Regions from separate parts of the Mus musculus genome. Here regions 1 and 3 are each linked to region 2. The links are chromatin contacts, called in public HiChIP or PLAC-seq and Micro-C maps. All regions are on one chromosome and are shown on one strand. Each heading gives the region's core, a stretch centred on a gene start, on an enhancer-like site or on the middle of the called end of the contact. The rest is flanking DNA. Distances are from core to core; before and after follow the strand shown. Region 1 holds the start of Syn2 (synapsin II). Region 2 holds the start of Hrh1 (histamine receptor H1). Region 3 has its middle 43 kb from the start of Gm38876.

Region 1 (2,948 bases), core at 121-2,620, 740 kb before region 2:
GGGAGGGAGGGAGGGAGGGAGGGAGGGAGAGAAGGGAAGAGAGAGAACAAAATTTTTAAAACATATATCCCCTCCCTGTTGCATATATATAATAATCTCATTATTTTTAAACAGATGTCAATCACACTCTGAGACACCTGTGATCTAACCCACCTTGATATCAATACAGGTACAGGTTTAAAACAAAACAAACAAACAATAACAACAACAAAAACACCTATCCAACTTAAATACTAATATCCACTCCCAACTCATTCCAAACCTTGCAGACTAGAATCTTTTTTGGTGTCCTTTATTTTGATGGCCATCTGGGTCCATTTTCACCTTAGCTTGTATGCGTCTAAACTGTTAAGCCTGCCCCCCCCCCACCATAAGTATTTGTGTTTTGTTTTTGTTTTTTATTAGTTCTTTGAGGATGTTGTACAACCTGTTTTGATCATCTTCACCCTCCCTCCCCCAGCTCTTTCCAGATCCATCCCTCCTTCTCTTCCTTCCCAACTTTGTGGTGTCCCCACCACCACTGTCACAGCCAATATGTGCTGCCCAAATATTCTTGGCTGTGTGGCCTTCCTTTAGAGCGTGGTCGACTTATCACTATTTTTAAGCTCCATTGGTGCTTAATGAAGTAGCTTGCTCTGCCACCGGCCTGGAGGCCACCGAGTCCTTTACCTTAGGACCCATGTCTCTGGGAGGTCAACGCCTGCCCTCGCCCCTCCCACACACAGACACCTGCTCGTCCCCGGTGCTCTCCCGGGTGACCTCGAGGGTCCATCTTCACACCCTGCCCCCGGCGGACCCCGCAGGGGCCTACCAGTCGGTGTGCGGCTCGTCGACCACCAGCAGCACCTTGGCCTTCCTGGAAGCGGCCGAAGGTGCGGGCGCGTCCACCAGGCCGGCGGAGGCGGCCGTCTGCTTCACCGCTTGCGACAGCGAGCTGAAGAAGCTGCTGCCCACCGACGGCGTCGGCGCGGGCTGCGGCGCCGGCTGCGGCGCGGGTGCCTGGGCGGGTGGCGGCCTGCGCTCGGGACCGGGCGAGGCAGCTGAGGTGGCCGCCGACGCCGTAGCGGCACCGGGGCCAGGGGCAGGAGGGGGCTGCTGCGGCTCCGGGCGCTGAAGGTCAGTCATGTAGCCATTGGGCAGGTTGGCGATGAAGCTGCTGTCCGACAGCCGGCGCCTCAGGAAGTTCATCATCTGGCTTGAGGGGCTGAGGGCGCTCGAGGCGGCGGGCCAAGCGGCGCGGGGAGGACGGCGCGGGGACACCGAAGGTGGTCCGCGTCTCCGGGAGCCCAGCAGACAGCCGCGGCGCTCTGGGTCTGGGGAGCGAGCCTGTTAGCGAGGGAGCAGTGGGCGGTGCCGAGGGCGTGACTACTTCTGTCTCCGCCCCTCTCCGCAGAGCCTGCTCCGCCCCCGCCTACTCGCGCGTCCCCCGCCTTTTCAGGCTCTGGCGCAAAGAGAAGGGAGAGTGTCCCCTCCCGCCACCTGAGCGTGACTGTGTGGGAACCAGGAGCTCTCGCAGTGTGGAGGGAAGGAAAGCCGAGAGTCTCCCACCATCATCACCTTCGTGGTTTCAAGAGGAGAGTCGTGTCCCAGTTCCAGACGAAGACACCATCCTAATACCATCTAGTTAGAAGAGAGGTGTCAGCTTCCCTACCCTGAGGTGAGAGAAAAGAGCTACACCTGCCCCTCCACCCGCTCTGGCGTGTGTGTGCGCGCGCACACACACCCAGGACCACCATTCAGTGAGCAAAGCGAAGCATTTCCTTTCCTGAAGCTCAGGAAAATGATGCCAAAGTCCCCAACTTTCAGATGAGAAGGAATGGACTAATCTGTTGCTGCTAATGCGCACCTTGTATGCTGAGACCTGAATGAATGAATGGATGGATGGATGGATGAATGAATGAATGAATGAATGAATGAATAAAAGCTGCCTACCCGTGCTGAATGGGAAAAACCTCTCCCTGACCCAAAAGGTGGGAGTCCAGACCACAATGAAGTAGAGGGCTACCTCACCCTCCTTGAGGAAGAAGGAACCTAAGCAGACCCTCTCCACACTGCCCTGGAGGACATTAGGAGGCAATTTCTGTGCCCCACTTAATAGTGCACAATTCTCTCCCTGACCAGAGAGAGAGAGAGCACGCGCGCGCGCAAGAGAGCCCGAGAAGACTGAAAATGTCTTTTCAGGATCCCTCAGACAGATAGCCAAGGCTACCCCCTCAATTTGCTTCCCTGACATACATTGTTCCCCAGTGTTGTAGGGCGACCTAGTCCCCTAACTGACCATCTCCATGAAGGTTTATCTGACTACCAACTTCTCTGTGCACTCTCTAAATTTTGTGTGCTCTTTGAACCTTTGTTTTGATCTGTCTTCAGGTATATTAGTCCCCTACATTTGTATCTGGACAAAATGTAGCAGATGTACTTGACAGGCAGACCACCTGGAGTGATGCACGACTTTGGGCAAATTACTCCCTTGAACCTTTTTCTTCCACAGCTAATAAAAACAGATAGCACTTTTCAAAGCTGCTGGAGTAAATGAGAACATGTAGGTAAAGCGTCTGGTACGCAGTAGATAAGCCAGTAGTGGGGCCTAAGTCCTTATTCTTATTTCTCAGTAGTATTAGCTAGTCTGAATGGAATCAGTGAGGGTCTTGACACTAATGTTAGCAGGGTGTTCCTGTTTTGTATATCCCAGTTGGTTCTCAGGTCTAAGCCAATAGCATCAGAGAGGCCTGCAGCCAATTGTGAAAATAACCAATAAAATTAGAAAGCAACCCTTGTCTCAGGTAAACTCACAACTAAGAGCTAAGGACTCATAACTAGAGACAACAATTACCCACAATGAGATGTGAGAAATTCTGTAAATCAGTTGGATAAGGTGGTTTAGGAGCAACAAAGGCACAGGATTCATTCACCGCTGAGGCTCAGGAAAGGCTGCTCAGAGGAAGTAA
Region 2 (2,972 bases), core at 81-2,580:
AGGCAAGATTGGTTGGTACTCAATCCACTCCACCACGGACCAGCTGGGCAACTCTAAGCAATCTATTGAACCTCTCTGAGTGTCCACCTATCGCTCAATAACGGTACCTTGCATGGCTGCTGTATAAACTATGTTAATCCATAACCATCTCATAACCATGGGGGGGGGGGCTCTTTCTCTGTCTCCAAGGATTGCCGGTGGCCTTCAGGCCCCCAAGAGTGTCGGATCTCCACCTACTCTCTCCTTTTTGTTCCAGTAACACACTTCACCCCTGGTTCAGGGTCCTGCCCTTCCTCCTCCCCACCCCCCACCCCCCAATAACAGAACGCGCTCTCAGAGCAGTCAGCCTGGGGATCTTCCAGTTCCCTCAGCTCCATTCCGTCTGGAGGTGGGAGCCCCCTGTCGGAGGAGAGCCACCCTGCCTGGAGCAACCCTGTGTCTCCATCGCCCAGGCTAGCAAGCGCCTCAAAGGTGGCTTCTGTAAAGATCAGTTGTGCTCTGATTCAAGACTCTAACTTTCAGAGCAACACGGCGTAAATTGCAGAATTTGGTATCCCCTAACGCTCTCTGGGAAAAGGCAGCCCTCAAGGATCTTCTCTGCCATCAGAACACACCCTGGCCACAGTATCAAGTCTTCTGGCTCGGCCAGGAAACGACGATAAAGCCGGCTAGGAAAGGAGGGAGCGCTGGCTCAGACGCTTCTCATACCCAGACACCTGGTTTGGGTTCCACCTAGCTAAGAAGCTTGGATTCATCCAATTCAGTCTCAAGGCTGTTCTCTAAGAGACAACTTTCCCTCCCCAAGCCTCAGTTTCCTCCTCTGTAAAGTGGGTATACTAGTAGTACCTGGGTCCCGGAGATTCAGAAGGATTTGAGATAGTGGATGTCCGGAGCTTGGCACGGAGATCGCACCTCAACCCAGAGTCTGCGTCCACGGTTAGCATCAAAGCCAAACCCTGAGGAATCTCGGGGAGCCGTTGAGGAGGCCCCCTGGCCCAGAAATCGGAGGCGGACTCTAACCGGTGAGCCCGGCCCCAGCTCCGGGAAGCCACAGGTGTTTGTGCTTACGGGCATAGCAGCCACAGCTCCGATACCCTGCCCAGGCCGCTAGAGCATCCGGCGCGCCCACCTCGTGCGGCCACCTGCGGGATGTCCCCACCGCCCTGCGGGGGCGCGGAACTCAGAGCTGGGCGTGCGCGCATCCTTGCCCTCCTCCCGCCGCCCGCCACCGGGTTCCCGCCCCTGCCCGCGCTGCGCTCCGACTCACCCGCGCCAGCTCCGGGGAAAGTTTGGCGGCGGCGGCCAGACTGCTCGGTGCGGTGGCGGAGGCGGCCGCGGGGGTGGCGGGAGCACGCGGAGGCGGCCTCGGGGGAGGAGCCGCTGAGAGGCCCGCCCACCAGCAGCCCCAGGGCACCCTCCCCCGCCCATCTTCTACCGCCGCGCCCCGCATCTGTGGCGGAGCCCTGAGCTTGGCAAGAAGCCAAGGATGGATCGGAAGCCTGGCGACAGCCCTCCGACACTGCCACCGCATGCTAACCCGGGGACACGCAGAGCCACAGACCAGACCTCAGATAAGGAGGAGCTGACAGGATTCTTCGCAAATTCAACCGCAGGTGGACCAAGGGACTAGTTGGGTTTTTGTTTTGTTTTGTTTTGTTTTGTTTGGGTTTTGTTTTGGTTTTTTGTTTTTTAAATTAGTGACACTGATTGATCCGGATCACCAAGACTCGGGAGGTTTAGAACCGCACAACCACTGTTTCTCTAGATCCTGAAGAATGAATGCGCTCTCGCCCTCTCCCTCCCTCTTTCCCTCCTTCCCTCCTGTCCTCATCCTGCAAGTGCTATGCTGAAACTCAGGGCCTTGCGCTGAGCTATCCCGACCTTGTTCAACTCTCACTGTACCATTACACTTAGGAACCTGTGCCGGCTAAGAGGAGAAGGCGAGAGTGTGTTTTTGTGTGTGTGTGTGTGTGTGTGTGTGTGTGTGTGTGTGTGTTGGGGAAACTTAAGGAACTGTTTTTTTGTTTTTTGGGTTTTGTTTTTCTGAGCTAGGAGAGGGCGTTTCTCCTTCTTTGCTAGGGAAAACCCTTTTAACATTCAATTGTGGCTTCAGATGGCAACAGTCAGGGAAGGGAGAACAACTGAGGAAGGGAAGTGGCTCCTCTTTGCTATGACACCGTGCCCCCTAGAAGGGGCTCATCCTCCCGCAGTGGTATGTAGTTGTGGGAATGCAGGCCCAGCCCTGTGTGGCTCAGTTCCAGACTTGTATGGATGTCTTAGTCCCCTCCTCGTAGCCCTGATTTAAATCTCAAACTACACCAGAAAAAAGAAGCAGTCATCAGCCCTATTTATAGATGATGGGCAGGTTTTGTAGCTTCTACCATGTCCTCACCGAGAACTGCACTTCTAGCCTACCCAGCCCAAGTCCAAAGGCCAAAGTTTTTAACACAGAGGGGCGGAGGACAAGTTAATGATGTCTTTTACACAAAGGGCTTACTTGGTAAGCACCTCGATATAGCCCTTGACCTTGAGCCTGTCTGTGCCTGCCTGGAAGGTGGGACTCCAGACTCATTTGAAATGCCCTTAGGAACCCAGGCAACAGGTGGCTGAATTCAGGTCAGCTGGCAGACCTGGGTGCCAACCCTGCCAGACCCTGACCCTCTTTGACCTGTACCTCCAGAGACCAAGGAGCCCAGGAATCCACAGCACGTTCTACTTCCAGTTGCTACTCTAGGGCCTCCATATTTACACTTTGTGGGACTAATGCACTGTTTGGAACTGAAGGAGTGACCAGGATCGCACCTGTTATAAACTGTAAGGCAAGATATTTCCTCTTCACAGCTGTGGAGTTTACAGGAGTTGGGGCGTATGGCAGAGAGCCTTGGAAATCATCTCTCTTCTTCCTGAAAGTCAGCAGCGCCCGATAACTTGGAATTCTGCTTGAGAAGGTTTCACTTCCTAAGGCCTATTAT
Region 3 (2,934 bases), core at 117-2,616, 590 kb before region 2:
GTAAATTGAGAAAAATTACAGCCATAAGCACACCAGCTCTGGAGAAAACAAGCTAGTGAGCTGGCCAGGACCGTGTCTGTGAGTCTATAAACCAGTGGTTTGGGCCATCAAATCTGCACTAGCCGTTTGCTTTTCTATGTGGGTTTTGTTGTTGTTTAGGTATTTTGTTTATTTTTATGTGAGTATGTGTGTAGCATATATACATGCGTGTGAGCCCTGGGTGCGGAGGCCAGAGGAAGGTAGAGGTCCTGCTCCTTTGCTGTCCACCATATTCCTTCAAGCCAGGGTCTCTCACTGAACCTAGAGCTAGGCTGGCAGCCAGCAAGTCTCAGTGGCTCTCCCATCTCTGTCCTCTGCAGCCCTGGGTTACACGCCCATGCAGAGACATGTCCACCTTTTACACGGGTGCTGGCTATTCACCCAGGCTCTCTCTCAGGCTTGCAAGGCAGGCCCTCTTCACTGCTAAGCCAGCTCACCTCCCCAGCCTTCTGTTTGTCCTGGTATCTGTTAATTTTTTTTAAAGCAAATTATATTTCGGAAACTTCGGAGTCACTAAGCCTTAGCTTTGTGACACTGAGTGAGGCTGTTAGTCCTAGGAAGCCACATTCTCCTCTGGGAGATCTTCTGCACTTGGCAGAACTCTCAAGATTAGCTTCGTGCATGTGAAACCCATAGCAAGGTCCTTGGCCTTGGCCTGGGGTGCTCTTAGTAGTATTAACATCAGAACACTCTGTTTAGCTCATGAAACACCAGGAGGGCTAGGCTGGGCTGGAAAATGTGGGGGTATCCTGCCTAGAATTCCCCCATTAGCAGAAGAGGCAGCTGAAGTCATGCAGAGAGGGGGACCCAGGGTCATATGGAGACACAAAGGTCCCACAGAATCCCAGCCCTGGTGGCTCTCCACTGGCTCTGCTGTTTTCTTCTGCAAACCCTGGCCTCTCTAAAATGCCCACATGCCTCCCCGGAGGCCATAGGCTAGTGCCTGTGCTCTCTTCTCTTTTGGTAGTCAGCCAAGAGGAACAAACTTGCAGTGACTCACCAGGTGAGCCAGTCCCCAGCGACTCTTCCTGTTATACAAAACACTCCTCTCTGACTGTGCCCACAGTTTGTATTCCCTGTTATTTCTATTCGTCCCTTCTGTTTGGAGAATCCATAAAGTGTGTATGTGTGTGTTGTGGGGGATGTGGAAGGGGGGTACCTACCCTAACACAAGACTACAGCCTGACATGCTAACCTTGTGGCCACCTGGAAGAGAAAAAGACTGGGTAGGCAGGTTGGCATGAGTTCAAGGTAGGGGCTGATGGCCGCCTCAGGGCATCGTGGAGCAGGTTTGGGCGGTAGTAGGGAGGGAGGGAGGGACTTGTCAGCTCTTGTCTGTGTGCTCAGCCTGCTCTCTGGGGAGAAAGAGACACCTGGCATATGCCAAAGGCTGGAGCACACAAAGGAACCCAGGAGGACCTTGGGGGTAGCATTGTTTCTCCAATTTGAGGCTCTCTTTTATTGTTTACAACACGCCATGTGCTTTTAAACTCCTGGTTGGCTGCCCCCACCACCTCCCCCATAAGCTCCTCAAATATACTGCCCCCCCCCCCCAGCACACTATCGGTTTGCACACCGCCTTCCTGCTTTGTGGCTCTGCTGGTTAGGAGTGGCTGCCTGCCCAATGGCTCTCCTGAAATCCCCATTAGGTCATCAACAGCCAATCAGAGCTTCTGATCAACTTGGCCTAACCTGTGTTTCTACCTGGGTTGACATAATCCTAAAAGCAAAGAAACTTGACAGCTTTCCTCAGCTAGCAGAGTCTTTTTACTGGCTTTTGAGAGCTTTCAAGTGCTTGCAGGGGTGTGGGGTGCGGGGGGGGGGGGGCTCCTTACTGCCTCAGGGAAATCTCTGTTGAGAGCCAATATGGAGCCCAAATCCATTCTTAGGCTCAGCTTGTGGATGGGGCTTCCCAGGAGTTAAGAGCAGATCACAGGCCCATTCAGCCGCCCTCCAGTGGCCTCTGCAGAGTCATATTATCCAGTTCAGGGCTAGCCATATGGCTCAGACGACAACATGAACTCAGACTTCAGTGCTGTATCAATCAGATACCATGGTACATACTACAACTCCAGCACCTAGAACATGGAGACAGCAACATGAGAAGCTCCGGGTCATGTTCTGTCTTCTACTGTCAAGCTTACAAGCATCCTTTGAGACCAGACCCAAGCCCAGTCCAAGCTGGGAGTACAATGGTGCACACCTTGGTCCCTGCACTTGAGAGGCAAAGGCAGACAGATCTATGGGAGTTTGAAGCTAGCCTGGTCTACATAGCAAGACCCAGGAGAGCCAGGGCTATGTAGAGAGACTCAGTCTTTAAAAGAAAAAAAAAAAAGAGTTAAGGGTCACCATCACAGTGAGTGATGGGACATGAAGGCCATTGTCTCCGCCATTTCCATCAGTCCTGGGGTTCACTGTGCTGAGGTCAGGGATCTTGTTTCCCTGACTTTCTATCCCCGCCAGGAACTAACTGTGGACAACAGCCAAGCTAGGTTCAGACTTTCATTAAAGTGTCAGGAACCTGGCTGTAGCATTTCGTCTGACTTGATTCTCCTTCCACTCTATGTCTTCTGCTAGCCAAAGCATCAACGGTGCTCAGAAGCCAGCTGAATGGCTGTGCAACTTGAGACATATGCGCCATTTTCCCTCTAACATCAAGATGCAAAAAGTCCTTTCATCCTCAGGTACATTCGAGACCTACCACGGAAGGAGTGCCAGCGGCCAAGGACACATGAGGATGCTCATTAGGGCAGTGCAAAGCCAAGCCACTGGGGCATAATCGGTTCACGAGTACCAGTATGGCTCTCGAAGTTAAAGGCAGAGTCCTGGTACAGTGCTGGCGGGGCTGTATCACACAGTAAAGCTGCTGTAGGTGACTGTTGGGTGGCTTCACAC

What was found. Hi-C and Micro-C count contacts between places; a contact is called where the count stands out from the background. HiChIP or PLAC-seq counts read pairs in DNA pulled down with a chosen protein or histone mark.
Region 1: a contact with region 2 is called in a Micro-C map of embryonic stem cells, with 5 times the contacts expected there. The contact joins the promoter of Syn2 here to the promoter of Hrh1 in region 2. A contact is called at or near these places in 4 of 39 promoter capture datasets (liver, pre-B cells and stem cell-derived epiblast-like cells) and 1 of 484 Hi-C or Micro-C datasets (embryonic stem cells).
Region 3: a FOXA1 HiChIP or PLAC-seq map of pancreatic cancer cells shows a contact between it and region 2. The contact joins the enhancer-like site here to the promoter of Hrh1 in region 2. A contact is called at or near these places in 5 of 39 promoter capture datasets (cranial neural crest, frontonasal cranial neural crest, hippocampal neurons and 2 more), 3 of 484 Hi-C or Micro-C datasets (cortical neurons and embryonic stem cells) and 1 of 115 datasets of contacts at active chromatin or transcription factors (pancreatic cancer cells).

The regions. Positions count from the first base shown.
Region 1 is chr6:115,133,324-115,136,271 of GRCm38.p6, reverse strand. Syn2 (synapsin II) reads right to left here and starts at 1,370. Exons shown (of 13, transcript NM_001111015.1): 1 at 812-1,370. The coding sequence starts at 1,191. It overlaps Gm17733 (predicted gene, 17733), which reads left to right and starts at 1,437. Exons shown (of 2, transcript NR_132436.1): 1 at 1,437-1,657.
Region 2 is chr6:114,396,294-114,399,265 of GRCm38.p6, reverse strand. It overlaps Hrh1 (histamine receptor H1), which reads right to left and starts at 1,330. Exons shown (of 2, transcript NM_001317125.1): 1 at 1,268-1,330. It overlaps Gm38875 (a long non-coding RNA gene), which reads left to right and starts at 1,515. Exons shown (of 3, transcript XR_869365.2): 1 at 1,515-1,613.
Region 3 is chr6:114,986,888-114,989,821 of GRCm38.p6, reverse strand. No RefSeq gene overlaps it. Among named protein-coding and RNA genes, the nearest start is that of Gm38876, 43 kb to the right of the region's middle. Within about 2 kb of position 1,366, at least 112 of the 459 cell types and tissues checked have an H3K27ac peak or open chromatin away from gene starts, as enhancers often do. A contact at or near this core is called in pancreatic cancer cells, where this site is marked.